Linked DNA regions of Mus musculus: region 2 is linked to region 1. Evidence: chromatin contacts called from public HiChIP or PLAC-seq data. All regions are on one chromosome and are shown on one strand. Each heading gives the region's core, a stretch centred on a gene start, on an enhancer-like site or on the middle of the called end of the contact. The rest is flanking DNA. Distances are from core to core; before and after follow the strand shown.

Evidence for each region. HiChIP or PLAC-seq counts read pairs in DNA pulled down with a chosen protein or histone mark.
Region 2: an HNF4G HiChIP or PLAC-seq map of pancreatic cancer cells shows a contact between it and region 1. The contact joins two enhancer-like sites. A contact is called at or near these places in 3 of 39 promoter capture datasets (the C10 cell line, cranial neural crest and maxillary cranial neural crest) and 2 of 115 datasets of contacts at active chromatin or transcription factors (T-cell acute lymphoblastic leukemia and pancreatic cancer cells).

The regions. Positions count from the first base shown.
Region 1 is chr6:34,492,153-34,498,194 of GRCm38.p6, forward strand. All of the region lies in intron 2 of Bpgm (2,3-bisphosphoglycerate mutase), which reads left to right. Among named protein-coding and RNA genes, the nearest start is that of Gm52898, 17 kb to the right of the region's middle. Within about 2 kb of position 3,324, at least 68 of the 459 cell types and tissues checked have an H3K27ac peak or open chromatin away from gene starts, as enhancers often do. A contact at or near this core is called in pancreatic cancer cells, where this site is marked.
Region 2 is chr6:34,962,478-34,968,991 of GRCm38.p6, forward strand. All of the region lies in intron 2 of Slc23a4 (solute carrier family 23 member 4), which reads right to left. Among named protein-coding and RNA genes, the nearest start is that of Slc23a4, 12 kb to the right of the region's middle. Within about 2 kb of position 3,849, at least 38 of the 459 cell types and tissues checked have an H3K27ac peak or open chromatin away from gene starts, as enhancers often do. A contact at or near this core is called in pancreatic cancer cells, where this site is marked.

The DNA.
Region 1 (6,042 bases), core at 2,074-4,573:
ATGGTGTCCTGAAGGATAGACAGTGTTTCTTCTATATCATCTCTATTAATTTGATGAGATTTCAGCATTTTAAAATTTGTTATAGATGTACTCACTCACCAACATAGGAGCACCACCCTTAGGCCTGTGGTCTTGTATGTGGAATCTTGAGAAGGCTAAGTTTATAGGGTTTTCTGTGCTATTTGATAAAATATCCCATTGGCTTTAGAAGCTACCCTTTCTCCAAAAAAAAAAAAAGAATGACTTTCTTCCACTTGGTAGGGGGTGGGAGGACACCTCACCTCTCTCAGAGGCATCAGAGCTTACAATGTGTATGTTTATTGTGAAAATTTACCACATTGCTAGTGTACATTCTATAGTTGTCTGCCTCACAAGACCCATTTCTGATGGATACAAATTATCTTGATGTAATTACTATTACCTTTTACTTCTAGAGTTACCACAGATCAGCCAGTAAATGACAAAGTCACTTTACTGTATGGTTGTCTTTAGACTTAATGACTAACCAGAATTCATTAAAATTAACAGTCTTTGCAATGCATACTTCCTGTATTCACAAAAGTTGCCAAACTTACATTGATTAAAAAAAAAAAAAGGTAAAAATTCTTGTTGTAGATACATCTGATTCTAACCCATGCTTTCTGTAGGAATACATATTTATATAAAAGTGTCCCCCATAAAATAGGGGTTTTTAAGGACCTGGGGAACTTTCCCTGTGTTGTCCTTAAACCACACATTACCAATTATAAAACTACTTTAACTGTTTGAGAACTAACTCAGAGGTGGGGATAGTGGTGACTCCAGTTAAGGAATTATAATATTGTTCTTTAATATGCTCACAACATTCACCTGCCCTCCTGTCTACAGGGGCAATGTCTGTGTATGTCAGCTGTGCAAGTGTTGACTTTAGGATGCTTTTTAAACTTCTCGTGTATTTGGTACTGCGGCATTACTGCAGTCAGATCCTGGCTGTGCTTAGAAGACAGGACCCAGGGTGGTGTAAAAAAAATCCAGGAAGGCCCCGGATGGCTTGGCCATGATGACCACAGCCTTCGGTCAGAATTGTCAACTCTGCCCCAAGACCAATTTACTTGGCTTCTAAGCAGGATTGCAAGCAGGAGTTTTTTCATTTTAAGTTTTCCCCCTGAAGAATGGCTCTTTTCCTTGCTTATTCTTTCTTCAGAACATTACAGTGTAAGCAGCGGAGTCAAGAGCATCCCTAGCAGGTCGACCAGTTTTTAAAAAGGTAACTTAATACAAGGAAATGAGTCTTTAATTATTACCGCCACTGTAACACTGTGGCCCGCGAATGGCACTCCCTGGGGGAAATGAGTCTTTCGTTATTGCCGCCATTGTAACACTGTGGCCTGTGAGTGGCACTCCCTGGCACAGCTGTACAAAGAGGCTGTTTGTGGAGCTCATGCTTCCTGCCAAGCATAGTCCTAGACATTTTGCACAGATATCTTGTTTCATGTAGAAACCTGAGTGTGGCCTTTAGCTCTCTGGAGAGCAGTAGCTCAATATTGGGTTTTACTCTGTTGTTTACTGTCTCCAAATCCTATTTCTTTATTTCATGGGATCAATCACTGATCAGGAGGCTTGACAGAAGCTTTAGTTAAAACAAGCAAGCTTTTTCACACCCCAGTACCGTGGATGAATCCGTCACAGCATGCTAGGTGAAGAAACCTCAGCAGAGAATGCTGCGTACCGCCTCGGCCCACGCATGTGGCACGTGGGAGCGAACCAAGCTACAAGGTCCAAGCAGAGCTGAGTGGCAGAGGCAGGCTGCATGTCTGCAAGGCGACTCGGGGTCAGGGGATGCTAGGCTCTTGGGCATCGTCACTGCAGGTGCCTACACCTTTATAGACGAAGCTTAACGGAGCTGGCTGGCAGGTGCTTTAGTGTTAATGTAGTGAAAATGGTGCCTCAGAAGAGACCGGCTTCATTCAGTGTAGTCAGTAAGTGAAGTGCCCTTAATCGGGACCTTAGTTTGTGTTCCACAGAGTGATCGTCTGAGTGGGATTCAATCCCAGGACCCCTATTTGCCACCGTATTCTATAGCCATGTGCTTCCATCTGCTCTCTCCACATACACACAGTGGAATTAGATGAACACACCTCCCTGTGTCTTGAAAACTCGAGTGGGCATTGTTACGGCCTTTTCAGTCTTCTGGAGCTGTGTGGTGCCGACTCTCTTCAGTGCCTAAGCCATCAGCAGGCCAGGGCCACCCTTCAAAGTTCTGCTTCATGAGATGTTACACCGAAGATGCTGGAAGAGTTTGTGTGTATTTTTATTTTTATGGTGCTGGGGATTGACCCAAGGAGCTCACACCTTCCAGACCAGTGCCCTGCCACTGAGCTGCACCCTAGCCTGACCGTGTATTTTGTTAGCCTTGCCAGTGTTACTTATACAGGTTGTGAAGCCTTCTGATGGCTTTTCAATCCCAGACTGATGACCTCTTATTTGTCACTGTATTCTATAGCCTTATGCTTTCATCTGCTCTTTCCACTTGTACACACACACACACACACACACACACGCACACACACCCATACCCATCTGTGTGCTTCTAACATCATCTAGTAAGGCTAGAAGTAGGTTATGGACCTCTTGGAGTCAATGTGTGTGAGCAATACAGTTGAAGACAATGTTACTGGTTGGAAGTTAGCTAACATTCTTACCCGAGGATCACCACTTTAGGAGCCTCGTGGCAGCATCTCTGACAGGCTCCCTGTCTGCTGAGCCTGGTCTGTAACCTGCCTAGTAACGTATTTCTATTAGAGATCGATTTACGTGTAATCTGAGAATGCTTAATATTTTCAGAAGACAAACAAGGCATGGGATACTATACAGTAAGAAAATTCCCCCAGGGACTGCTTCACTGGTTTTCAGAACCATAAATAATTGCCTACAATCTTGTCAGTAAGTCCAGGTTAAAGCCGATCTCGCCCCTGACAGTTGTGCTTCTCACAACGCTGCAAGAGAACTTTGAATGCCCGCGGGAGAGCTAAAAGCAACCTGTTGTGCACAGTTCCAGACAGGCGTGTGTTTCTTTTTCTTGTGGTTGGCATAGTTGCTTCCTGTTTGTTTCCTGCTGGTCCACACTGAAGGAAAAGCCGAGTACCTAACTGAGTGTTGGATGTGGTCTGTACCTTGCCAGAGGAAGTAGATTGTTTAGTCTGGTTTAAGCACAGGATCAGGCAGATGCAAGACAGGGATAAAGAGTGGCGGCAAGAAATTTGTATAAGACTTGGACTCTGTCCCTGGAGAAGTGTACACAGCTGCACACACAGCAAGTCAGACACAAGGTGACGTGAAATGAGAGAAATGAGAGGAAAGGTCAGCTAGAGCTGGCTGCCAATGGCGGCTGAGGTGTTTGTCACCTTTGGCATTTAGTAGGATATTTTCAGAATCATGGAGTTCAAGCCCTCTTTCCTGGGAGACAAATAATTGCTTAGTGGTAGAGCTGAGCTAGCTTTTATGCAAGCCTACAAAATCTATAGTAGCCTTTATTCTTAAATAGCGTAAGATTTTAACTGTAATTTAACTAAACAAATTAAATTATAATTATTTGAATACATTATTTAAATTATAAGTGATTTAAGTGAATAAATTTGGTAAATTATAGTGAATGAAAAGTTAACTAAAACTGAAAGGTGAATTCATCTCTCTCTTGCTTAATTTTAAAGCAGCAGCTATTACCCTGCCATCAGGTTACAGGGTAATTTAATACCCTGTTTTCTTTGGTTTCCCCAGGCTATCTTTTAATTGTATGTATGTGAAACTAAAAATTTAGAAGTCTAAAATTAAATTTACTTGTATGGTCACCTGTAATGGACAGTCTCTTCTTTCAGCCCTTACTGATAATAGAAGAATACACAGCGTCGTTGTCCCATAGGTCCAGTGGGGACAAAGAGGGGTGGGTGGGGGTCTCACAGTTGGCTGCCACCAGATTCACTGAAGCTGGGTGGTGTTTTTGCTTTTTTGTTTTTAATCCTAAAATATGGGCTTTCCTTTCGTCCTGTAGCAACTCCTCCTGTGTCCCTGAGTGCTGCTTTTCCCCATTTCCTGCTGCTAAAAGATTTGTAGGCATTTTAGAGAAAAGCCAAAGAACACACAGAACAGATTTGTGCAGTTTGCTTGATTAGCACTAGGTATAAACAACTTTTTTGTTCCAGGCTAAGAACTGTTTAAATGCACCTCCCACACCTCGTTTCTTGCTCAGTTCATAATGAGAAAAGTCTTTAATCAAGGCTTCAACAATAAAGACTAGACTTGAAAGCCAAGAAAGTTAGAATTCACTCAGTTCAACTGTATGCCCAGGGCCCAGTGATTCAAGTCCTGCTTTTGGCCCAGGAGCTAGAGTACACATGAATGAGTGAGACACACAAGGTCCTGCCTATGGTGGATCCTATGTGCCCCTTCTGATCTTTCAGAAATGTCACCCAAAAATGCACATCTGATATGACCTTCCTTGGAGTGCTCTCATGCAAAAGCCTGTTGCTGGGGAATCTTTAACCTTTATTCCTTATAACCTGCAATCCCATGTAAAAAGTGCATTCTTGGTGGATCCAGTGGTGACATACCTAATGTATCTGACGGACCATATAGCTCCATGTTTTGTGCCTCCTAGCAGGCAACCTTCGAAAGCACTGCTCACAGATGCACAGATTCCAGTTATATTCTTGTAAGGATGGTGAGGCACTGCCCGGAGAGCTGGAGTCACAGAGCAGAGTTCTCATTCTGGCAGAAGCCAGGATTTGTTCAAGTGCTTCTCCCAGAGGTGTTGGGTGGGGCATTGTGGTTGAAGTACAGTGTCCTGTGTTCTAGTTTGTTACCATGACTTAGAGGGAGTGCCGGCAGGTTGACTTTCTTTTTTTCTTCTTCTTCTTCTTCTTCTTCTTCTTTTTTTTTTTTTTCAGTTTTCCGAGACAGGGTTTCTCTGTATAGCCCTGGCTGTCCTGGAACTCACTTTGTAGACCAGGCTGGCCTCAAACTCAGAAATCCGTCTGCGTCTGCCTCCTGAGGGCTGGGATTAAAGGCGTGCGCCACCACGCCCAGCCTGCAAATTGACTTTCGGAAGCTACTCCTGCACGTAGAAAATAAGTTATTTAAGTTTTCCATTTTGGGTATCAATTTACTCACATGGTTTTCTCCTAAACTTTCGTTCTTTCTTATCTGAAATGCTTCCACCATTTCCAGTGGTTGCAGTGGGTTTCGAGAAGCTCCTGCATAGAGACTGGAGAATTAAAGATGCTCTAGGTATTCCGATGCTTGCCTATGGTAGGCTCGGCCCTCCAGAGGCTGGGGTAGAAAATTTCCAGTTCAAGGCAAGCCTGTGCCACATAGTTAAACGCTGAAGACACCAGGTGTAAAGTGAAGAGATGGCTTCAGAGGGACTGTGATGGAAAGAAGGTAGAGAGAGAGAAAGAACCTGGTGCCATTTCCAAGAAGGCGCTCTTGGACTTGGTTAAACGTGAACTGGAGACTGGGGTGGTGTTCTGCTAGAATGTGTGAAGCCCTGCCTTTTGATCAACAGCGCTGCATAAAACTGGGTGTGGTGGTGCAGGCGTCCTCATAGCACCCGGGGGGGCGGGGGGGGGGGTGGTGGTGGTGGAAAGAGGAGAATCGGAGATTCTGTGTCATCCTCAGCTACGAAGTGAGGCTAAGGTTAGCCTGGGCTACATGAGTCCTAATGATTTAAATAAATAAATAAACAAATCAATAAATCAAAAGCTGAGCTAGGCAGGAGGTGTGATACCTGACTACACATTTTAGCTTCTGTTTGGTGGCCCAGTGGATGGATTTTTAAGAGTATAATGCATAGCATCTTTTGCTGGTTTGGTTTGGGGCAGTGCAGCGGGGAAGTTCTGTTTACTTAGCTTTCCTAGGATGAAGCATTTAGTATATGCCAACTTTTAGTAACAAGCAATGGCTTCCCTGTGGTTTTCTTAATTTGCTATTTTAAAATGTCAGCCGCTTAGGTCTCATTGACTGATTAGTAACCAGTCTAAGCATTTTAAGAATTTGTAAGTAATTAGT
Region 2 (6,514 bases), core at 2,599-5,098, 470 kb after region 1:
TCCACTCCATTCCAATTCAAATAATCATCATAGGGATAGTGGTCCAGGCTCAGATGGGTGGGGTTGGTACAAGTTGGTACAAATCTCCATTGCTACCATTACAACTCCCCATAGAAAACACAGCAGACGTGGTCTGCCTGCTCTGCTCTCCTCTTCCCTCCACTACATGTGTGTGTAGTGTATGGAATGTGTACATGCTTTGAATGTGCATGCCTATATGTGTGTATATATGTGGAAACCTCTGTGGGTACTGCACACATGTAGACATGCATGCATGCAAAACACCCATAAAAATAAAATAAAGCCAGGCAGTGGTGGCGCACACCTTTAATCCCAGCACTTGGGAGGCAGAGGCAGGCAGATTTCTGAGTTCGAGGCCAGCCTGGTCTACAGAGTGAGTTCCAGGACAGCCAGGGCTATGCAGAGAAACCCTGTCTTGAAAAGCTAAACTAAACTAAACTAAACTAAACTAAACTAAACTAAACTAAAACAAATACTTTAAAGGATGTAGGATCTTTAAAATACCATTTTCTCACCTTAATTTGAAAAATAAAAAAATAAACGTCTTTATAACAGATAATGGAGACAACCTGGGTTTTAGCCTCTAACCCTCCAAGGGCTTAATTTACCTCTCTCACAGATAAATTGACATATGTTCACAACTTTGTCTAATGGGGAAGAAACCCTCTCCTCTGGGTTGGCCAAACTGTAACTAAATTAAATTTCTTCTATCAAATTCTGTTCCCTAGTTCCTTTGGCATACAGGGGGCTGAGGTGGTGGTCTGTGAACCTAAGTAGCCAGTATCCTGACATGGTATCCATCATGCTGAAAACATGAATACAAGTGTGCTTCTGCCCTCAGCAGCCCCTCCTCATTCCAACCTCAACTGTGTGGCAGAGGGTGACCTCGAACTACTGATCCCCCCTGCCTCTAATTCTTCACTGTTGGAGTTGCAGGAATGCACCGAAGGATTGAACCTAGGGCTCCCAGAATGCCATCCAGGCACTTTACCAGCTGGCCTACATTCCCAGCCCCCACCGTTCTTCAAGCACCATCTTCTCTGTAACTTCCTAGGCAAAGTCACCTGCCTTTCTCTCGCTACCTCGTCCCTCAGAATGTAACAGTATCATGCTTGCTACAGTGCCTCTACTTCTTTATTCATATATTTGATTCCTTTAAAAACTGTGTATGGATACAGTGTGTCTCACCCAACGTTCTTGTGACTGTCACCAACCCAAAAGTCTATGGCAGAGACTTCCTTGCCTTTCTGACCCTGTCTACACAGCATCTTCACCAGTGCTTTTGACAACACCTTGACTTAGAACTTTCTTTGGGTGAGTCACTATAAAAAACGTTCCCACCTTACAGTGTTACTCTGAGCAACCAGAATCAACATTCCTGGGCAACAGATAATTGACTCTTTGGCTCAAGAATGAATTCTCTTATTCCCTTTAAATGCTATGTTGACAAGTGTTTAATCACTCAGCCCATGGTGTTTTGCTATGGCAGCAAAACAGACCAAGACACTTAGCAAACAAAATTCAATGGAAAACAACTGAATCACTTCATTTCTTTGTGCTTGAAGGGACTCTGGCCAGCCCAAGCGTAGAAAACATGGCTCTGCCAAACCTTGCCCTTCTTCTCCCATTCCCTCTGAATGCTAAAAATCATTAGATCACATTCCTAATGCTAACCACCAAGGTCTACTCCATCATTTGGCCACTTCCTTCTCCTTTAATAGGTTCAGCTATTAAAGTACTGAAGTCCAGCAATCAAAAGCCCCCTTTGGTTCACCCAGTTAACATGCCCAATTAAAATTAAATTAAATAGTTCATCCTACCACAGGGTTCTCCCTTTTACCTTTATAAACCACCATTTTCCCATGGGTCCTGTCTGTCTCCTTGCTATCTAGTCAGTCCTTTGTCCCCCTCCCAGGACAAATGCCCTTTCCCCTCTCCCTTGTTCTCTTCTCCTTCTCCCTCTTCCTCTGTCTCCTTTTGTCTTTGTCTTTTATCCCTGTCCTTTGTCCCTCTGGAGCAAATAAATCTCTTTGTGCTGAGAAGTTGGTCTTGGGGGTCCTGAGCCAATATCATTCACTGTCAGCACATAAATTTCCTCTTCTAGACAACAGGGCTAACACTTACACTTGCTTCAAGTGGTGCAGGGGAATTATGTGTGTGTTGCCTGTACAGCACACACACATATGTCATCATGACTGTTATATTCACATGAAAGAGGAACAAATCAGGTCTGTGGTCAGCCCAGGGCCTGGCCCTGGTGTTTGGACTGTATCCCCACCTCACCGACAGTGAGTCACACAGCAGACCTAGGATGTTCTTCCTCACATTGGTCCGAGTGGTTTCTCCTTATTTCCATTCCAAAGAGAGAAGGTATTAGGAAATGAAATACAAGCAAGTATCTGTGGTAACAGGAAGGGCAGGCTCTGCCCATCTCAAAGATGGGAAAAGACAGGAAGAGCTAAGGTAATGAAGGCTGAAGTGACCTAGAGAGTGACTGTGCTGGCTAGTTGTGTGTCAACTTGACACAGGCTGGAGTTATCACAGAAAAAAGGAGCTTCAGTTGAGGAAATGCCTCCATGAGATCCAACTGTAAGGCATTTTCTCAATTAGTAATCAAGGGGGAAAGGCCCCTTGTGGGTGGGACCATCTCCGGGCTGGTAGTCTTGGGTTCTATAAGAGAGCAGGCTGAGCAAGCCAGGGGAGGCAAGCCAGTAAAGAACATCCCTCCATGGCCTCTGCATCAGCTCCTGCTTTCTGACCTGCTTGAGTTCCAGTCCTGACTTCCTTGGTGATGAACATCAGTATGGAAGTGTAAGCTGAATAAACCCTTTCCTCCCCAACTTGCTTCTTGGTCATGATGTTTGTGCAGGAATAGAAACCCTGACCAAGACAGTGATTAAATATGTTAAATATGTCTCTTCCACATCTTAATCTACTGAAGGAATGCAGAAAAATGTAAACACCTTGAGCAGCACCTTAAAACAAAGTTCAGATGTGACTACATCATTGATAAAGACTGTTCCTGGTCATCTGACGTGAGTGTTATCCTCCAAACTTCATAGGTGACCTCACTGATGACCTATCCCAAGTGCAAGATACATGTCCATGAGAAACAGACCAAGAGACCAGCATCTTCCTCCCTCCCTCACTTCGCCAATCTCTCTTGATTCCCTATCTCTAATGAGCTTATGTGCAGTTCTCTTAAAACCTCCAGACCTGATGTCTGACCTTCCAACATATCTATGGGAGGATCCAAGAAGTTGTGATGAGACTTGTAGATGATGCTGATGCAGCAGCCCAGGGTCCATCCTGTCTGTATCCTTCAGAATTGAGAGTCTCAGCTTATGAGACAAAAAGGGAAGGAAAAAGGGATCCTGCTGAGACTTTTAGAATTCTGAGCCACTCTCCATCACTTAATGAGAAGTTTAAAGTGCACTGAGAAGATGAGAATACTGGAAGCTGTCCATGATGAAGAAAGGAAACCTGGGGCAATCAAGATGACACAGCAAGTAAGGGCACCGGTGGCCAAGCCTGATACCTGAGTTATAACCCTGGAACCTGCATGGTGGAAGGAAATAACTGTCTCCTGTGCGTTGTCCATGATGTATGCTGTACCTCCTCTGATAAATAAGTGTAATTTTTAAATATAAAAGATGAAGGGAACATTTTGTCCCAGGAACTATAAGCTCAATGACTTTACCGTAGAAGGAGAAGTAAACAAAACAGGAGACTGCCAGCTTCTGACCTGGAAGCTAACAGACAGCAACTAAGCATCCCAAACAGGGCTCAGGACCCATTTGCAAAATGAAACTGAAAGTTTCAAGCGATCGAGAAGTTGCCGTCAACACCCAAGTGTTCCAGACTGGAAGAGCAAGGAACACCATGTTGACATGTCACTGTGACTCACAGTCTGTGACTTTGGCCTGTGCAGAATCTTACAGCAAGAAAGTAAAGGATTCCTTGGTCTGAAGACTTAGTGAAGACTTTCTTTAGGAAGCAAGTGAAACAGTGTAGGTGGCCACAAAATACAGAAGAGGAAACACTCCTAAATGACTTTGGGATAATCTTTTAAAAGAATAAAACTCTAGTAGAAAACAAATGATGGTTTGCATAGATGCGACAGATATACAATACATCCCTTGAAAGAAGAATTTGACATTACAAAGTTGCCAGATATCCCAGATTCATCTTTTGAGGTAATGCAAATGCTACCAGCATTCCAAAATGTTCCATTTCACTCAGCAAAATGCTTTGAAAATTAATCTGGAATAATGAAAAAAAAAGCTAGAATAATTTAAAGGAAAGTACAATAACCATTCAAATGCAGCTGTCCATGATGAATAATTTAGAAATAGTTCTAAAAGAAAACATAATGAGGAAAAACAAACTCAACCAAAAAAAGGATGCAACAAAGTTATCAATTTTAAAACAGAGAGAAACAGGATTGAGAGATGGCTCAGTCTTTAAAAATGTTTGCCGCACATGTAGGAGGAGAGGAGTTTGGCGTCCAGCAGACATATAAAAACTTGGATTGTCCCACACAACCCTGTAACTCCTGCAGTTTGGTGAGCAGGGACAGGAACATTGTAAGACTTGTTGGCTGCCACCCTAGGTGAAATAACACACCTCCAGGTTCAAGAAGAGACCTTGCTACAAAGGGACAAAGCAGAGGGACAGAGGACACCTGGCACCTCCCTCGAGTTTCTGTTTGAGTTATGTGTGGTCAAGGAAACACATGTACATACACCACACAGACAGACAGACAGACAGACAGACAGACAGACAGACACACACACACACACACACACACACACACACACACTTATGTAGTTTCTTCTGAAATTAAAGCCTTCCATTTTGAAGGGAAACTTAAGAAAGGATGCTTGTAGGGAAGAAAAACAGGATGTTCTAAGGAGGGGTGACATATTTCAAGGAATCTCATTAAGACAGGAAGTACACAACTCAAAATAGCTTCAGGGAGTTCCTGAAACTGATCAGATCCACTAGGACACACCCTCCCTTCCCAGATGTATATAAACTGTAAAGACTGCTGAGGGTCATTGTCAAATAAGCCAAGCTACAAAGAAGACTCCCAAACAAGCCCATCTGCTGGAAGAAGCTGAGACTCAGTGGGATTGCCTGGAGGAAACAAAGACCTGTTGAGCTGCCTGCACTGTGCTTCAGGTTCCCAACTTTGGTGAACTGTCACTCACGCTGGCATGGGCTTTGGTGACACAGTTGTCTTGGAGTCATTTCTGCTCCTGTAAATAACACTCACCCCTATTTCTGTAAGTAACCCCAATAAAACATTCATTTGCTAATTTGGACTTTGGTTGTATCCATACTTTGGTCAATAGTCAGTTCCCTATCAGGAATGAGTAGATGTTTCTTCAGGTCTCCCATGAGATCCTGGTTGAAGACATAGAAGTATTGTCTATTCTAAAAGAGAATTCCTGGGATACATAAGAATTTAAGGGCTGGAAAGATAGAGGCCCCAGCTGCCGGCCTGCCAGCCCGAGCTGGGCGCCTGGGCCCACATGATGGAAGGATGGAAGACTTGACAGCCACAGATTGTCCTCTTGATCGCTACTTACCCACTGTGGCAACTCCCCGTCCCCTGCTCATACATAATAAACTGTAAGTGAAAATAATTACTATGGATGGATATGTATCTACTAAGAGCAGTATGTCCACAAAAACCTGGGAAGATTATGGCATGATGTATTTCATCATAACAACAACAACAACAACAACAACAACAACAACAACAACAACAAAACACTTAAGTCTAAGGTGCACAGAGTCTTACTGTCTTGAAAAACAGGTGATTATTCAATAAATAATGCTGAGAAAATTGATGTTTTGGAGAGAAGTGATCATTTTCAACCCTAGAAACATAAACCCTTTAGTGTACAAAAGTCTTCATTAAAATTAAAAATACGGGCTGGTGAGATGGCTCAGCAGTTAAGAGCACTGACTGCTCTTCTGAAGGTCCTGAGTTCAAATCCCAGCAACCACATGGTGGCTCACAACCATCCATAATGAGATCTGATGCCTTCTCTGGAGTGTCTGAAGACAGCTACAGTATTACATATAATAAATAAATAAATCTTTAAAAAAATTAAAAGTACACAAAATATTTATGATAATGAAGACAAAATCAATATTCTTAATATACAGAGAGAATATGTAATTGAATCTCTAGTTAAAAGAAGAAAATATGGATTTATGATTAAAATTCCCCCCCCCTTTTTTTTGAGACAGGGTTTCTCTGTATAGCCCTGGCTGTCCTGGAACTCACTTTGTAGACCAGGCTGGCCTCAAACTCAGAAATCTGCCTGCCTCTGCCTTCCGAGTGCTGGGATTAAAGGTGTGCACCACTACGCCTGGCTCAAAATTTCCCCTTCTTGATACCACTAAACTGACATTAAAATATATTTTAGGAGCATAAGTCCCAAGGATAAAGAGAATGGAGCAGGAAACAATTGTGCTA